2 separate regions of the Mus musculus genome follow, and region 1 is linked to region 2. Evidence: chromatin contacts called from public Hi-C data. All regions are on one chromosome and are shown on one strand. Each heading gives the region's core, a stretch centred on a gene start, on an enhancer-like site or on the middle of the called end of the contact. The rest is flanking DNA. Distances are from core to core; before and after follow the strand shown. Region 1 holds the start of A630072L19Rik (a long non-coding RNA gene). Region 2 overlaps Rps6ka5 (ribosomal protein S6 kinase, polypeptide 5).

Region 1 (2,741 bases), core at 135-2,634, 300 kb before region 2:
AGGGATATGGACAGCTAGTGATGAGGGCTTGAGCTCTGTAGTCAGTGGGGGGAGTGGCTTCAGCTCACAGAAAAGTACTTTTGGGGTATTCCACACCAAAGGAAACAAAGGGACTCATGTAAGTGGCATTCGTGCCTGTATGCCCCAGGGCCCAGGCAGTAGTCCCTATATTGTCTCTGTAAATTCTATTCATTGTCCTTTTCCAAGACAGAAACTATTAACTTCCCGTACCTGAAGACCCCCAGCTACCTCTGCCCTTGAAGGTTCAGTAAAACCCCAGGCCCTATGCTCACCATGCTGTGTGTAACTGGCGCGTGCTTCTCCCCTAGAACGCAGCTCTTCAGGCCGAGAGGCAGCTGCTGAAGGAGCAACTACAGCACTTGGAGACTCAGAACGTGTCCTTCAGCAGCCAGATCCTGACCCTACAGAAGCAGAGCGCCTTCCTGCAAGAGCACACCACCACGCTGCAGACCCAGACTGCGAAGCTGCAGGTAGCAGGACGCTAATGGTGCCTCGTGGGAGCTGCAAGGCCAGGCAGGGGGACCTGGAGACAGGCTGGTTGCTAAGAGGCTTACTGTATACCGTAGATGTATACAGTCTCTTTTTAAGCTTGGTGGAACAGTTTCTGTGCAGTATACCTGTATTATGCTGATAGAGGGCAAATGAGGCTGTGACCTGGCTTCCCTCTGCTGGAAGCAGCCAGCAGGGCCAGCCCCTCAGTCTGCTTATCCTGTGGTCTATAGGTGATGGGGAAATGAAAAATTATTCATTAATGTAATTTCTGGGAAAAGTTGGAAAGTTACATATGGGGCAGAGACAATAAACAGGAAACTTACTTGGCAGAGAAGTTGGGTTTGTTTTGTTAAAATAAGAAAATAGGATGTTGGTTTGTTACTTTGTTTTGGAAAAAGTCTTTGTCTGGTTTTAATATAAGAGCAGTTCTGGCCCCTGTTCAGTTTTTAATGTCTTGGGGTTGTGTTAGAATACTTTAAAAACTCAGGTGGTCAGATGTGGCCCGTTAATAAAAGTGCTTAGCATGTACACAAGGTCCTTGGTTCAGGCCCCAACAGCACAAAAATAAATATGTAAAAATCAATTGGTTGACAGTATTATCTGGTACTCAAGAAAATAGGCTTTAAAAATAATCAGTAATGACATGCAAGGGGCTCACGTAGACGGAGGACATGATTTCTGGAGTTGGCTCAGGATGATATCCTTCTCGCAGCCAGCGTTTTGCCATGTTGGCCCCACTTCCTAAGCCAAGTCCTCAAGTTCCGGTAGCACTGTCCCCGGCTGGCCTGCCTTGAGGTCCCTCTGAGGCTGGCTGTTGCTGGTCATCCTCGGCCTGATCACTCGCAGGGCTCTCTGCTCTCCCTCCAGGTGGAGAATTCCACACTGAGTTCCCAGAACGCAGCGCTCAGTGCACAGTACACGGTGTTGCAGAGCCAGCAGGCTGCCAAGGAGGCCGAGCACGAGGGTCTGCAGCAGCAGCAGGAGCAGCTGGCAGCCGTCTATGAAGCCCTGCTGCAGGACCACAAGCACCTGGGCACCCTGTACGAGTGCCAGTCCTCAGAGTATGAGGCCCTCATCCGCCAGCACAGCTGCCTGAAGACGCTGCACAGGAACCTGGAGCTGGAGCACAAGGAGCTGGGGGAGAGGTGAGAGGTGGGGGGGGGCCTGGAGGCAAGGGAGGCCGAGGCTGGGGACAGGCAGGCTGGTGTGGGGAGACGGCCTGTGGTGGAGGCAGCTGCTGTGTTGAGCCCCTTAGGCTGTCACAGAGCTTGTGGTACTTTCCTAAGGGCCAAGTGCATCTCGTCTCTCCCCCACATTTCCTCTTGGCAGGCTGCTCTGCATTGTTGCTTGCACCTGAGCTTTCTCAAGGGAAGGAAATAGAGCCTTTAGCAACTTCTGCTTCCTTTTTGTTTGTCCAGCTGGGGATTGTGGCAGGGGACACTGGGGCCAAGGAGTGCCATGGCCCACGCTGGTTCTGGGTGGCCCAGTGTAGACACTTGGAGACCTATTCTCTAAGAATGCTTTCTCCTTCCTCCTCCGTCTGACCTACACCCTTGGGAAAATTCTGGCTACCATTGTGCAGGGTTGTGTTTATCCACACTTCAGAATCCCTTTTCCAAGTCTGAGGCTAGAATGCTTGCTTAAAGGAGGGGGCGGGGCGGGGGGACCAACCCAAATCCTCCCATTATGTTAAGTATTTAACGTGTACAACAAAACACAGAGTAACCCCACACCTCTGATCTCAGCACAGTTGGAAGGTCGAGAGAGGGAGGGAGGGAGCTGAGCCCTCAGCTGCCCCCCCCAGATGCCCACACTACCTTCATCCTTTAATCCACACCAGGTGCTTTTCTTTCTTTTTTTTTTAAAGGTATACTTTGCATATGTTGAAAAATACTATGTGCTAACTTTTCACCATAGCATCCCAGGTCCTGGGATGTGTGTCCTTGATTCACTCACTGTTGGCTGAGCTCCTGTGTCGTTGATTCACCCACTGTTGGCTGAGCTCCTGCCCATGCACCGAGGGTTCTAGATCCCTGAGCGCACATACTGAGGGTCCAAAGTCCTGTCTTGTCAGCTACTTAGTGTCCTTGGCTGGACATAGCTGGAGGCTCCTTCCGTCTGTGCACTGGGCTGTGAGTGTCTGTCACACAGCACTGAGTAAAGTCTGAGTTCTCATCTGCTACCTAACTGGACTCCTGCCATAAACTTACTGTCTTGTCAAAGGCTCA
Region 2 (2,969 bases), core at 268-2,767:
GCTTCCCACAATAAGCTTTAATTATAATTATCTCTCATTTGTTTATATTCTATCTTCCATTCTCTAAGTCAGTAGGCAGTACTTTTTTCTGACCAGTATAGGGCCAGATGGTAACTATTTTAAGCTTGCAGGCTTTCAAGTCTTTTTGACCATAGATTGTAGTAAACAAATATAGTACAGTTCCAGCAAGATCTTAATTATAAATTGGTAGTGGACTAGATTTGCCCTCTGAGTTATTATTTACTGCCCCTTGCTCTAAACTCGCCCGTTGAAAGGTGTGTGTGTGTGTGTGTGTGTGTGTGTGTGTGTGTGTGTGTGTGTGTGTACATGCACATGTGGAAGTCAGAGGTTGTTAACATTAGATGTCGTCTACAATCTATCTTCACCTTATCTTTCAGAAAGGGTCTTTCTCTGCACCTGGATCTCATCAGTTAGGCTAGCTTGGGGATTTAATAGGGTCCATATGGATTCTCTTGTTTTGAACTTCCCCAGCTCTAGGAGTACAGTTGTGTGCCTCCATATCTGACTCTTTTCATGGGTTCTGGGGATTAAACTCAAGTCTTCACACTTAGAGAGCAAGCCATTTACTGACTGAGTCAAGTCTCCAGTTCAGTTAAGTCACATTTTTCTATAAAATGTTGTTCTATAGCTTCTTATGTTCCTTTGTCTTATCTTAACTATATGACATCATATATATTTGATGTTTTCCCCCTTTTGTATTTCTTGCAGCTTTTCCAAATTTTATAATATGAATAGCTTAACTTTTTTTTATATAAGTTTCCTTCTACCTATGTTCTGATACAAGAAATATAAAAACATTTTCATCTATTTTCTGGTTTTTGGAGCTCATTATTTCAACAGAAGTCGAAATTCTATGTGGAAAATAATCTGTACAAAACAGTTTTTTCTTCTAATAGTCTCTGAAAATGGTGATTTTTCAAAACACTGGCTGATCTTTGACTTTAATAATCAGTCAGGTTAATCAGTGGGATTCATCAGACATAAAAGAAGCTAATTCCAAGTGTATTTAGAACATTTTTAACAAATGCTACCTCAGTCTTGTAGACAGTTTTGTCCTGATGTGTCATCCTTTTCAATAGGAGCTAGATGTTTTAGATATTGAAGTTCATGTTTGAGTCCTAGTTTTATCTCAGAAATTGCAAAGGTGTTGATGCTTGATGAGATGGTAACAATGGTTCATTGTGCATTGTAGTAGCAGATGTCACAGAACAGACAGGAACTGCTGTCAGACATTCCTTCTTTTAAGTAAATACAGCTGATTCACAAGAGAAGGCTCCCTGTGGCGGGTTTGACGAGCTGCAAGGTGTCATCATATGAAGAGTGGGCATACAAAACTAGAAACAGAAAGGAAAGCAAGTGGGACTGGAGACTGAAAGCAGAAGAGAGACTTTCCTTGAAAGCAGGAGGTTGTAGTTTGCCTGTCAGCTCTGTGCTTGCCCTCCCACAAGTAGGCTTGTAGAAGCTGTGAGCACGCCAGCTCCGAAGCAGCTCGTGGGCTCCACCTGTGGCTCTTGCACTGCATCCTCAGTGGAAACTGCACTGGAGCCGTTCTGTAGTCCAGCAGTACTCAACATTAGGTAGTGTGTACAAACGGAAACCTGTGAGTGTGCTCTACCAAAGAAAGATGTCAGCTCCCTTTCATCAGAGAGAGTTACCCCCTTTGCTCCAACAAGGGCTTCTCGTCAGGGAGAGTAAGAGCGCCAGGAGGGTCCTTGCTTCAGCAGCACACACATTAAAATGGAAGCGTACAGAGGCTAATACGGCTCCTGCACAAGCAGGACAGGCAATTCCAGAGAAAAGGTTGTTACAAATACGGCAGAATCGGACCTTTTAGTTTTGAAATATACCAAGTGGATAAATACTATATGTTTGTTATTCACAGCAAGAGACTTTATTTGCAGTGGTGGTTCTGTTTAATAAACCCTGGAAAAGTTTGATTTATCTGTTTTTCAGAATAAGCCTGTAGACTGTGGTTACTTACTTGTTTTGAAGGGTTTGTTGTGGATGTTGACAGTTTCTAAGGTGTACACTGAATTTTAGTTACTCTCCCCCATTGCTTTACTTTCCCAGCTGCTTCACTGAATCCTTCTTCTTCCCAGGAAGCCCCCTTCCTACAGTCTTGTCTCCCTAGGCATGTTACCCATGTACCTGAGCAGGACTTCTGCATGAGCCTGCCTAGTCACTCACTAGGCAGCTTTAGACCACCAAAGAGTGACACTCCTTCCTCCAGCCACTGTTAACTTTGTAATCCTTCCGGGAGGTGTGAGGCCTCATAAACTCTTCCTCCTTCTTCGATGAAAGTTTGATGATTCTGATCTTGTACAGGGAACCTCAGCTGCAGTGAGTTTATATAGAAGGCATGTCCTGTTCAGAAGATGTTTTACATCAGCTTTCCCCAATATGGCTCTTAAATTCTTTTTGCCCCTTCTATGGTGTTCGTTTAATATTGAGGGTTTGTGTATATGTGATATGCACTTCCTTTAACAGCTGAGCACTCCATAGTCACTTATTCTCCATACTTTTAACCAGTTATGAATCCTAGTATTTTAACCACCACAAAAAGGGCCTCTGCTGAAGGCTGCACTCATCTATGAGTACAAAGATAAGTCTATAAAAGGCAGTTCTTACTATATTTGTTTAGCAAAATAATAATAGTAAGTTCTCCCCTTTGGACTATGGCATTCATACATTGGTTTTGCGGCTGGGCTTACAGTCCTAGACGAGAGTACTGTCCTGTGGGGTAGGCTTCTCCATCTACCAGAAGGTAGCATGTTGCCCCCATGGCATTATGCCAGTATTGCAACAGCCAGGTTGATTAGCACTGTAGCTCAGAGTTTATCTTTGGGTAAGAATCTTAAAGACTTACCTTCTAGGAGCCTTCATAGAATCTCTTACACCTAAAGCTCCATCGCTGTCTTTCTGTCCATTTGCAACAGCTTACCCGACTT

The links. Hi-C and Micro-C count contacts between places; a contact is called where the count stands out from the background.
Region 1: a Hi-C map of Sertoli cells shows a contact between it and region 2, with 2.2 times the contacts expected there. The contact joins the promoter of A630072L19Rik here to the enhancer-like site in region 2. A contact is called at or near these places in 3 of 484 Hi-C or Micro-C datasets (Sertoli cells, Th1 cells and cardiomyocytes), 1 of 115 datasets of contacts at active chromatin or transcription factors (memory CD8 T cells) and 1 of 9 other capture datasets (liver).

The regions. Positions count from the first base shown.
Region 1 is chr12:100,936,747-100,939,487 of GRCm38.p6, reverse strand. It overlaps A630072L19Rik (a long non-coding RNA gene), which reads right to left and starts at 1,384. Exons shown (of 5, transcript XR_003950128.1): 1 at 837-1,384; 2 at 1-737. Ccdc88c (coiled-coil domain containing 88C) reads left to right here. Exons shown (of 30, transcript NM_026681.5): 19 at 330-491; 20 at 1,381-1,658.
Region 2 is chr12:100,638,384-100,641,352 of GRCm38.p6, reverse strand. All of the region lies in intron 3 of Rps6ka5 (ribosomal protein S6 kinase, polypeptide 5), which reads left to right. Among named protein-coding and RNA genes, the nearest start is that of Rps6ka5, 85 kb to the left of the region's middle. Within about 2 kb of position 1,517, at least 117 of the 459 cell types and tissues checked have an H3K27ac peak or open chromatin away from gene starts, as enhancers often do. A contact at or near this core is called in Sertoli cells, Th1 cells and memory CD8 T cells, where this site is marked.